Linked DNA regions of Mus musculus: all the other regions are linked to region 2. A link is a contact called in public HiChIP or PLAC-seq data. All regions are on one chromosome and are shown on one strand. Each heading gives the region's core, a stretch centred on a gene start, on an enhancer-like site or on the middle of the called end of the contact. The rest is flanking DNA. Distances are from core to core; before and after follow the strand shown.

Evidence for each region. HiChIP or PLAC-seq counts read pairs in DNA pulled down with a chosen protein or histone mark.
Region 1: a contact with region 2 is called in a FOXA1 HiChIP or PLAC-seq map of pancreatic cancer cells. The contact joins two enhancer-like sites. A contact is called at or near these places in 2 of 115 datasets of contacts at active chromatin or transcription factors (bone marrow-derived macrophages and pancreatic cancer cells).
Region 3: a contact with region 2 is called in a FOXA1 HiChIP or PLAC-seq map of pancreatic cancer cells. The contact joins two enhancer-like sites. A contact is called at or near these places in 2 of 115 datasets of contacts at active chromatin or transcription factors (extraembryonic endoderm stem cells and pancreatic cancer cells) and 1 of 9 other capture datasets (embryonic stem cells).
Region 4: a FOXA1 HiChIP or PLAC-seq map of pancreatic cancer cells shows a contact between it and region 2. The contact joins two enhancer-like sites. A contact is called at or near these places in 1 of 484 Hi-C or Micro-C datasets (forebrain) and 4 of 115 datasets of contacts at active chromatin or transcription factors (bone marrow-derived macrophages, memory CD8 T cells, pancreatic cancer cells and 1 more).

Annotation. Positions count from the first base shown.
Region 1 is chr17:87,915,174-87,917,873 of GRCm38.p6, forward strand. No RefSeq gene overlaps it. Among named protein-coding and RNA genes, the nearest start is that of Msh6, 59 kb to the right of the region's middle. Within about 2 kb of position 1,353, at least 6 of the 459 cell types and tissues checked have an H3K27ac peak or open chromatin away from gene starts, as enhancers often do. A contact at or near this core is called in pancreatic cancer cells, where this site is marked.
Region 2 is chr17:87,607,720-87,610,419 of GRCm38.p6, forward strand. All of the region lies in intron 2 of Gm46609 (predicted gene, 46609), which reads right to left. Among named protein-coding and RNA genes, the nearest start is that of Gm46609, 4.5 kb to the right of the region's middle. Within about 2 kb of position 1,327, at least 84 of the 459 cell types and tissues checked have an H3K27ac peak or open chromatin away from gene starts, as enhancers often do. A contact at or near this core is called in pancreatic cancer cells and trophoblast stem cells, where this site is marked.
Region 3 is chr17:87,168,779-87,171,478 of GRCm38.p6, forward strand. No RefSeq gene overlaps it. Among named protein-coding and RNA genes, the nearest start is that of C330024C12Rik, 25 kb to the right of the region's middle. Within about 2 kb of position 1,368, at least 94 of the 459 cell types and tissues checked have an H3K27ac peak or open chromatin away from gene starts, as enhancers often do. A contact at or near this core is called in pancreatic cancer cells, where this site is marked.
Region 4 is chr17:87,349,512-87,352,211 of GRCm38.p6, forward strand. All of the region lies in intron 15 of Ttc7 (tetratricopeptide repeat domain 7), which reads left to right. Among named protein-coding and RNA genes, the nearest start is that of Gm52284, 44 kb to the left of the region's middle. Within about 2 kb of position 1,345, at least 158 of the 459 cell types and tissues checked have an H3K27ac peak or open chromatin away from gene starts, as enhancers often do. A contact at or near this core is called in pancreatic cancer cells and trophoblast stem cells, where this site is marked.

The DNA.
Region 1 (2,700 bases), core at 103-2,602, 310 kb after region 2:
CTCTCCAGCCCTGGAGGGACTGATAGCTCTACCCATGTTCTCTCACTTAGATTTAAGAAGAAGAAGGAGGTGGAGAGGTGGCTCACCAGTTAAGAGCATACACCACTCTTATGAGGACCAAAGAACAGTTCCCAGCACCCACATTTGGCAACTCACAACACTGTGTAACTCCAGCTTCAGGAGATCTACCATCTCTGGCCTCCACTAGTTCTGGGTCAGGAAGCTTGAAAAATTCTTGTTCTAATTACGTAAACTAGTCACTGTCATTTAGAGGCTCAGGCACAGCAGATATGCCAGGCCTGACTTCTTCACCCTGACCCAGAATGCTAAGTTAGCCTCACAGCCTTCCAGTCTGGAAAAGACGTCTTGACATAATGTTGTGGTCACCACATTCCCACTGTATGCGTCACTGTTCATTGAGCTGGCTCACACAGAGAACCAATTATGTTCAAAGATCATATTCATTAGCCACCCATAGCCTTAATGACATACCCAAGAGAATTAACTTGTAAGGTTCATTTGTCTCATGGTTTTAGAAGTTTTGGTCTATAACTGATTGTCAGTATTGTTTACAGCCTGTGATGAAGCAATGCATTATGGTGGAAACATGACTAAGCAAAACCCCCTTACAGCACTAGTGAGGAGGGAGAATAGAAGAGTTAGGCTCCCAGAGTCCTTTGCTAGGGCATATCTCTCTTGGACCCCACTAGCTAGACATCCACCACCTCTTTCTAGCACCTCCTGAGGTCCAAGCTTTTGACACATGCCCTGTGGAAGATGTTTGAGGTCCCTACTAAAGAGGACAACTGTATCAAATTCAGCTCTGAGGGAAAGGCAGTGCCTCCCACAGATGGTCTCAGTGCTAAGGTAGGCCATTCCTGTTCATCTAGAGAGCTGTCCTGGACATGAGACTAAGGCTTAATGACAGTTTTCCTGGGGACTCTCCCAAGAGGGTCCCCTAAGCAGAATTCTGGGGTGGATGGAAGGCAGCCAGCCAAACAGAGGTAGGAGTGAGGAGGCACTCCAGGTAGGCAGCGGGAACAGCTTGAGCGAAGATACCAAAGCAGGCAAATATTTTGCCCCTGGTGCTGCTGAAGCTGAAACCAATGGCGGGAGTGGATCCATGAGGCTCGGCTCTAGGTTGGCATTTAGGCTTCTATCTGGCTTCCAGTTTCCTCTGCTTATTTCCTGTTTCTTCCTTCCTTTTCCTGGTGTAGTGAAGGTGCCAGGTCATGTTTGAGCCTCTCAGGGCCTCCAACTCTTATTTTCTTGCCGAATCCTACCCACACCCCTCACTCCAACCCATGGCTCTCACAGTCATCACCTGTGACTCATTTGTGGCTCTTAAGTGCTGAGAATGTCCACAAGCAGCAGGAAGACAATTCTTATTGACTTCTAGTGGAGAGAGCCGGGCCTTGGCCTGACTCTGCTCAGGTGCTGAGAGACTGTCACTGGCTCACTCTTCCTGCCGAAAGTCCAATGTCCTCATCTGGGAAATGGGTTCAGTCAGTACAATCCCTGCATGGTACAGTCCTGAACTAGAATGAACTACCTACCACCTGTAAATCCTAACACAAGTTGCTTACCTTGTTATTTTGAGTGACAGAATGGTGTACACAGTACAAATACTGGCTATGGAAGCAGAGAACCTAGGCTTGTTTGGGTGGTTGGTGTTGTTGATTTGGTCTGGTCTAGTTTGGTTTGGTTGGTTGGTCTGGTCTGGTCTGGTTTGGTTGGTTGGTTTGGTCTGGCCTAGTTTGGTTCCATTTAGAGATGAGCTCTTATATAGCCCTGCTGGCCTCAAACCCATGCCGTATATTACTAATGATGACCTTACATTTCTGACCCTTCTGCCTCTACTTCTCAAGTGCTGGGATTACAAGTGTGTACCACCATGTTTGGCAATATAGCGTAGGCTTGAAGCTCAGCTCTGTAACTTACTATGTGACTTTCAGCAGACTGCCTGGCTTCTCTGGGCCTTAGATTGTTCATCTGTAAAATAAGGAATATGTTTCATAGGCCTGTTGTATTATAAAATATGTGAATTTATGTAGTGTCCTATATAGGATCTCATATACAGGAAATTTTACAAAATCTTAATCATTCTTATCATCCTGGCTTGGGGTTTGGGGTCCTGGGGTCCAAGAATCACTGAAGGAAGACCCCAGACTCAAATAGTATACAAAGGCAAAGAGTGTTTATTCTGCAGAAATTACCTACATGCAGAGGTCAACCATTCTTCAAAATGGTGATGACCCAAGAGGCTCACAGGCCCCTTTGATGCAGGGCTAAGGGGATTTTCTAGAAGGGTTAGGTAACCTCTAATATGATTGATAAGGGGGAAAGCAGTGACATTAGTACAATTTTGATTGGTTGCTACATTAGTTCCATTATTTTTGGAGAGGCCTTGAAGAATTTCAGAGACCAGCTCAACTGTGCCCCCATTATCGCCTTCAGTTAGATGTCTCAGAAAGTGACTCCATTTCAGCTTTACCCTCCCTAAGTCAGGGTCGTCATTGACTAAAGACTCACTCACTGCCAGTGGCTCCCTCTGAGGAACCCAGTTTGCCTCCCAGGGAATTAAATTTTTTTAATCTCAAGATTTTTGGACCTCTCACGGGTGGTACATGTAGCAGTGGGCAGATCTTAAAGCTTTTGGTGAAGTTAGCAGAGTGGTCAAAGCCCCCACCGGGGGTCAGG
Region 2 (2,700 bases), core at 77-2,576:
AGCATTGCCAAAAAGAGTTTTAATTGTGATAATAAACAGAGGGAGCTGGAGAACTGTCTCAATAGCTAAGAGTGTTGGCTCTCCCAGAGGACCTGGGTTCAGTTCCCAACACCTACATGACAGCTCACAACTGTCTGAAATTCCAGTTCCAGGGTGCTCAACACCCTTACACAAACATGTATGCAGGCAGAATACCAATATGTATAAAATAAAATCATTTTTTTAAAAAATGGGAGGTAGTTTGGATATATAGGGAAAGTGTCATATAATGATGACCTACAAGCCAAGAAAAGGGCATGAAGTCTCTTTAGGGCCTTGAAAAGAGAGGCCTGTCAGTGCCTTGGTTTAGGGCATCCGGCCTTCTCAACCATAAGAGAGTAAATTCCCTTTTTTTTTTTTTTTTTTTTTGGTTTTTCAAGACAGGGTTTCTCTGTGTATCCCTGGCTGTCCTGGAACTCACTCTGTAGACCAGGCTGGCCTCGAACTCAGAAATCCGCCTGCCTCTGCCTCCCAAGTGCTGGGATTAAAGGCTTGCACCACCACTGCCCGGCAACTATCCAGGCTTGTCGTGAGTGCCTTTTCCTATATCATATTCAGTGGTGCACAGTCAGCAGTATCCATTTTATACTAGGCCTGGCCAGGCAAAATCTGCTCATTGGTGCAAGGGCAGCAAGTCTGTTTATTGGAGAAGCCAACTCCACAGAGGGAATTCAGATCTGGTATTGTAAACCGGGTCCGAAGCCCATGGCTGTGGGGTCATACCCTTCACGTGTTTTCCTAAATGGGCATGATGTCAAAGCACCTTTCAGAAAATGTCTGTCTCCATGGGTTGGTCCTACTGTCAGCTTTTCTAAAAGCTGTATTTACTTACTGAGTTGTGTGTGTGTGTGTGTGTGTGTGTGTGTGTGTGTGTCTGCTTGAGTTTATGTGCAACGAATGTGTATAACATAAGAGAGGTCAGAAGCCCATCAGATCCCCAGGAACCGCAGCTATGGGTGGATGTGAGTCACCTGAGACGGGTGTTGGGAACCAAACCTGGGTCCTTTGCAAGTGCAGTAAGCACTTTGAACTGCTAAACTGTATCTCCAGCCAGTGCTACCTTTAGCTTTGCTCAAAGAAACCTTTTCTTTGTTTCCATGTGTGGTGGCGCAAACCTTTAATCCCAGCACTCCTAAATGGGCATGAGGGCAGAGGCAGGTGGATCTCTGTTAAGTCCAAGGCCATCCAGATCTACAAAAACAAAAAGCAAAACCAGCCTCTATTTGCAGTAGGTAGCTGTAACTGCACAGACCACAAACAGGATGTCTGTGTAATCCCTCCAAGGTAACAATATAAAGAACAAACCGAAAGAACACGCACGCTGAATCACAAGGTGGACTGTTGTAGAGGTTGGCCTTCCAGGTGGCCATAGGACACAGCCTGTCCGCATCCTGGGGTGGGGCAGGGAGGAGCTCGGGACGCCTCCACCCACCCTGAGGAGCTATAGGTTGCTGGAAGAGGGATTTTCTTTCGTGGGGTAGCCATAAGGTGGCCCACGCTCAGGTAAATAACCCACCATCCATGTTCCTGTGAGTGACCCTGATGGAACTCACTGAGCCTCACAGAGCATTGGGACACGCACATACACAAGCGCGTGCTCTACACCACAGCAATTAGCCAGAACCAGAAAAAGGACCAGCTACTACAGGAGGGCGAGAAGAGAGCTCGACTGAGAGTGAATATAATCAAAATACATTTTATGTATCTATAAAAAAAAGTCATAACGCAATCGTCATTATAATTAACACATACTAATAAAATATAAAATACACAGATAAAATAGTGCTTAAATCGTCCTTTTCCCCAGATGTTCCCAGTCTTTACCGGGTTAAAGATGCGCCATGGTCACGTGACGTGAGGGGCTGGCAGCCGTGTTGAGGAAACATCAGCTCAGGCGCTGACCAAGGAAAAAGTATACAAGGTGCAACTGGTTGGACAGGTTTCCTCACAGACCTCAGTAACTTAATCCCTAAGAGACTGAATTTTAAAAGTAATTGATTCGGTGAGGGGTAGCTGAGCAGCAGCCACGCGCGTACGCGAGCGAGCAGGGCTTGTCTTGCCGGCCTGGGGAAGACGGATGAGTCAGCCCTCTTCCCTGCCCGGGAGGGACCGTTTCTATGAAGATTCACCTGTGCAAGGTGTAATAGGTCAGAAATTAGCCACTGTGTGAGTAACAGGCTGCGAGGGTTCAAAATCAAGAGAATGATTCATTCCATCTGGGGGGAGAGTATCGTGCCACTTCGCTGCGGGGGCGATGTCTCACTAAGCAATGTCTGGCCAGAGTCCTCGGCACTGAGAGAGCAGCATTGTGTGTCATCTAGAGAAAAGCACCTACCAGGAAAGTTCGAGTTTTCCCCAGAGTGTTTCGTTGATAATGGATTTGTGCTCTCTCCTGGGTGAGGACAAAGAAGGCTCTCCATTCTTGGCATGCGCAGAGGGTTTCCAGACTCCTGTGCCTCTGACCATCCACTCCAGGACAGAACTCACTTTTGCACAGTTGAGAAACACAACATGAAATGTATATAGAAGATGTGGACCTGCTAATAGGCTCTTCCCAAATACAGTCTTTTAAAATAAAAGATTTGTTTATTTTTATTGTATATGTATTGGTATAGTGCCTGCATGTATGTCTGCACAGCTCATGCGTGACGTATCCTCAGA
Region 3 (2,700 bases), core at 118-2,617, 440 kb before region 2:
CTCTCCTGTCACACAGGGTCCCAGGTCCCTGTCCAGAGGCCACGGGATGAGCAGAGGCTCCAAGTCTTGACCGCAGTACCTTGGTGAAATCACTTCTGAACCCAGAGAGGTTCTCATCAATAATCTATAAAACAAAAGTCATCTCAGTGGGCATCTGGGCGATTGAATATGCTAATCTATGTAAAAGACTTAGAGCAAGGTCTGGCCCCAGAAGCTTTCAATAAACTCGCTCCGTTATTAATAGGATTGCTCCAACTGGAGCGTTCCAGGTCTCTCTGGCTGACCTCCTCTCCTCTACAGGAGGTTTGTGAATTGACTTCCAACACCTCCCTGTGTTTTTTCTCTCTCCATCTTCTTTGCCCGCCTTCTCTTCTCCTCCTCCTCCTCCTCCCAAGCCTGACGTGCCATTGAATCTGTTTAATTCACCCAAGGCTCAGAGCCCCAGATCCCTGAATGTGACAGATTGAGGGGGTGGGCTAAGAGTGGAGAATGGCAGAGTTGGTGTAAGAGGACTTAAATAGACTTGCACATGCTCCCCTTTCAAAGCAGCAGATTCTGCCCCACTGTGGGGCAGCTTTTGTTTTGCCTTTCCTTGAGTAAGTGGGTAGATGTTTTTCTCTGTTTCTTCTCAGCAGGGTGCCGTGTGTGTGTGTGTGTGTGTGTGTGTGTGTGTGTGTGTGCATGCATGCATGCTCCATGCATGCATGTGGCTTTGCATACATGTTCTGGTGTGATCTTAGAACCCCAGTGCCTGATAGGTGGCAAGCACTCGAAGGGCTAGCTAATGAAGGAAGCCTTTTAAAACCCCCGGTTCCTTCTCTGTGGCTCTGTTACCCATCCTTGCTTGCTTCTGGCATCCCTCTTCCACTGTGTAGGAACGAGGTTTCAGCACAAGGTTCCAACACAGTGAATGCTGGGGCCTGAGCATTGAGACGAAGCTGAGCACACCTCCAGAGATGGAAACGGTGTCCTGGAGATCAGCGGTTCTCAACCGGTGGGTTGAAAGACTTTCCCAAGGGTGGCATATCAGATATTTACATTACAGTTCATCACAGTAGCAAAATTACAGTTACGAAGTAGCAACAAAAATCATTTCATGATTGCGGGTCACCACAACATGAAGAACTGTATTAAGGGGTTGTGGCATTGGGAATGTTGAGAACTGCTACTGTAGGGTTTGAGTTAAGGGCTGATAAGAAACCCATTCCACTTTCTGAAGGCTGAAATCATAGAGGCTGAGCTCTCTTCACTTGGCCATGGTGCATCAGAGGACCCAGGCTCAGTTCTTATCCCACTGTTTACTGAGTAGATCTCACTCTGACCAAACCCTAGCTCCCTCTCGGATGGAGCAGAGCCACAGGTTACACCCCCAGTCAGTCTGACAGTGAGTGGGTGCCTCTTCAAGCTGAAAGCCAGGAGAATATGGGGCACAGGAACTGAGACTCTCCAGATATCAGAGAGAGAGAGAGACAGACAGACAGACAGACAGACAGACAGACAGACAGAGACACAGAGAGAGACAGAGAGAGAAGGAGGGACAGGAGGAAGAACGGAAGACTCTCTCAGACTCTGTCAGACCTGGTGGGACATGGTGGTGGGTGGAGGCTGGAAGGGGAGGCAGCCATTTACCGGCACAATCAACAAACAAGGGCTGAGAACACAAAGCCAGGCATTGTGCAAACTCTGAGGAAGTAAAAAGGAATTCTTATTTATAATTTACACCCCACCTACTTCCAAAGAGAATTTTAAAGGTGACTCACAGTGAAAACCACATATGAAGCAAGATCACTGAGTTAAAAATTGAAAAGCCAATCCGTGAGGAGAAAGAGAGGAAGTCTGTATTACTTAGTCACCACATGCCAAGGTCCTTCTGCCCAATGGCTCCGGTTTACAGAAGGGGGCGACAGGAGCCAGGAGGCGTGGCCAAAGCCAAGAGAAAGACAGGCCACTCAGGTCCCTAGGGGCTATCATATTTTAGAGAGCATGAAAACATTTCAAATTTTCCTTTAAAACTAGAATTTAACAGAACAATTAAGTTAAAGAAAATGGATTAATATCTAATATCAGTGGACTGGTCTTTACGCTAACAAAATCATATTTAATTTGGGGGTGGAAAAGAGGCTCACAAGAGTCAAATCTGAGATCCCCAAAGCATGTAGTGAAGCCTGGGGTACACACTCAGGCCCATAACCTGCGCTGGGACACTTGTCACTAGATCTTCAGCTGGAACATCACCACAATGAGTGGGGATTCACAGAGATATGCAGGGGACACAATCACTTTCTGTACGGTGTGACTGGAGCAGAAATGTGCTTTGGATTTCAGATTTACTCCTGTAGCTAATCTATCCTTAGCAGCTCTACTAGGTAGAGCAGGGGAAAGGAACCCTTGTTATCCAAGTTGGCAAACTTCTGACTTGCTTTAGTAATAGAAAATGGTCATTCGTAGGTGACTCGTGGGTACAGGTAAATCCCAGTCTTTTGAATTCCCCTTGTGCCCCACATTGGCAAATGATTCTGTTTTCCCAGAAGCATGGGGAGGCTGTCTGGGTTCTCCATGTATCCTGAATCCTTACTGTCTTCAACAAGTGAAGCCTGCTCCAGCACACCTATGGATTCACCTCAGATGTCACTGTCACCATCATACGTCTTTATTCTTCAACACGCCCTCACTTGCCTGGCTGTGCCCTGGCATACTAGA
Region 4 (2,700 bases), core at 95-2,594, 260 kb before region 2:
ATAGGAATTCCCTTTGCCAATAAATTAAAACTGTTCCCCACAGATGAAACCCTGGGGTACAGAAACCCATGGATTATCAGGAAATGTCATTGAATCCATTACAGGTCAGGGATCACTGAAAAATGTCACTGCTTTTCGGCTGCGTGTCCCGCTTCCCCAGCTGGCCCCGTGCTAAGAGCAGGCCGTATGGGACTCCAGCTGTTGCTAGCAACTAATTAAACCACCAGTCCAGTAAATATTGCTCAGCAAAACAACAGACCAACCTGCCACGGCCTGGCCTCATCAGCCCCAGCAAAGTGTATTCTCAGGCCTGTGACATGGCTTGTCTCCCACCAAGCCACCTTGCAGCGGCTATCCTGGTGGCCAGGCCTTCTAGAGGCGCCCCCTTTCCTGCAGAGTCATCAGTCAGTTCAGTGGACCCAAGGACTGTCGCACATGGAGGACAGAAGCCAGCAGGTCAGTGTAGGGATGGTTGCTTTGCCTGCTACTGTTTGGGAGAGGCCTAGACAAAGGAGGATGCTGACCGCTAAGCAGACTCCCATCTTCTAAGTTTATCCTAGTAGGAGAGCCAAGTCAGGTCACTGCCCTGAGTCACGTTTATCACTTAGGTGCCACCGGCAGCAATGTGTTCCTCTTTAAATAAAATAAATTTAACAACCTGCCCTGACTCTTCTGCTTCTCAAGTGTGCTGAGACACGGACTGAAGGTCCCTGGTTGGTGGACTTCTGTGTCTGAGGTCCCGGTGTGGAGGGGAGGCCACAAAGTTCCGTCGACACCTGGCACTGACAATGTTTAGTGAGTGAGCCAGGAGCTTGAAGGAAGGGGATCCGGATGAGGCTGGGCTGTGAGTGACACAGGGGAGCAGTCACTGTCCCCACACGGGCACGCAAGGTAGAACCCGGCCTCTGGTGAGTCCAGCTTCTGAAGACCCTTCTTACTTGGGGATTAGGAAGCCAAGTGCAGGGGTCTTGATGCCCGGCCCGTGCTGAGGGACGGCCTTCGGTTAGCCCGGCTCAGGTTTAAAAATGCAGAAACGTGAGGAGGCAGACTGACTCCTCCACGGGGACAGTATGAACCTGGTGTGATGGGAACCAGATATCCCTAGCAGCTTCCTGAAACCCTCTGGGCTTTCCACTAAGCCCTGGACACATGTACCAGGAGGCCCACGGCCAGGCGGCCCACAGGCTTCCTGTGGGGAATGGGAGAATTTCAGCAGGCCCAGAGTTGTCTCTGCTGGTCCTTCCCATCTTTGAAGCAGCTGAGAAGCCTGACCAGGAGGGAGAGGAATCTGGGGTGGGGAGGGATGGACCACCATGAGCACTGTAGGGAGATGGTTTTAGGTAACACATTCCTTCAGCTTTAGTCAGGCCCTTGTAGTGAAGGTCACCATAGAAACCAAACAAAGTCCCTAGGCCAAGGATGGGAGCTTTCCAATAACCAAGCTGTCAGCCATTCCCCCGCCCAGCCCTGCAGCCCGCCAGACTGACTCTGAGGACCCAGGGCCCACAAGTGACACGGGAGTAAATGTGTTTTCTTCCTACCTCCACAGTGGGCAGGGCCATCTACCCACCCCTTATCTGACACAATAGACATTCCTGAGAGCCCCTGCTGGCCCAGCCCCTAGTCCTAGGAGACTGGGGAAGTCCTGAGGGAGCCATGTGTCAAAGCCACAGAGGAACTTGCCAGTGGAGGAACAATATGGCCCTCTCCACAAGCCACTGCTCGCCCCAGATAAACAAACGAACTGCTGCATCCATCGGCCCCAGGAAACCAGGGCTGTTTTGGAAAATGTTTGAGGTGATCTAACTAGGTATTAGCTGGAGCCAGACTGTAGCTAGATCCAGTCAAGGCTGAAACTGAGCCTCCAGGGCATTTCTCCGAGCCACCTACCCACCCCACCCCCACCTCAACACACCTACTTATCAGGTTGCATGTGACATATTTCTGGAGGGGTAGTCCACCAAGCAGAAGGGATCAGAGTCCTGGGACTTGTGCTAACATTTCTGCCTTAAACCCAGTGTGTTTATTGGATTGTTCTTATTAAGGGCTTGTAGCACATCAAAAGGATGCTTAAAATACCAACACTTGAAGAGGGGGTGGGGATCAGAGGTATTAACACTAACATAGTTTATCACTCTGCTGGGTTCACTAAACACGCTTGGCTGCCACAGTGCGCGGGGACAGCAGCCAGGACTCTCTGGCCATGTGGCCGAGGAACTGCTAAGCCAGGCATAATCACGGGCACCGGGCACCGTCAGATCCTTCTCAAAGGTCAGCTACTCCTTGGCTGAGCGGCGGTTGGCGGTCAGCGTTTCTCCTCCTTGGCTCTCCCGTGAGCACCTCCGTGGTGACTGTAGTGACTTAGGACCGGGGCAGAGCCCTGTGCGTGCATTAACTGCTCTGCCCCGCAAGCGCCTGCCTCTTCAGTGGGAAGCCATTAGGGTTAGCAAGCTGGCTGGAAACCAAAGATGCAGAGACTGAGGCTCTATCTACCAGGCCAGAACCTCCCCTTTGTCCTAACTGAGAGCTTCTCAGCCTACCTGAAATGGCAAGGCCTTTTGTAGTGTGAGTCCTGTTCAAGTCTGAGAGGTTATTAGGGAGGTTGTTAAGTGACCTGTGGTAGGAGGATGTTGGGAGGCTGGTGGGGTGGGGTCAGCTGACAGTCGGTGCTGCACACAGATGGAATAGTTTGTTCAGGGC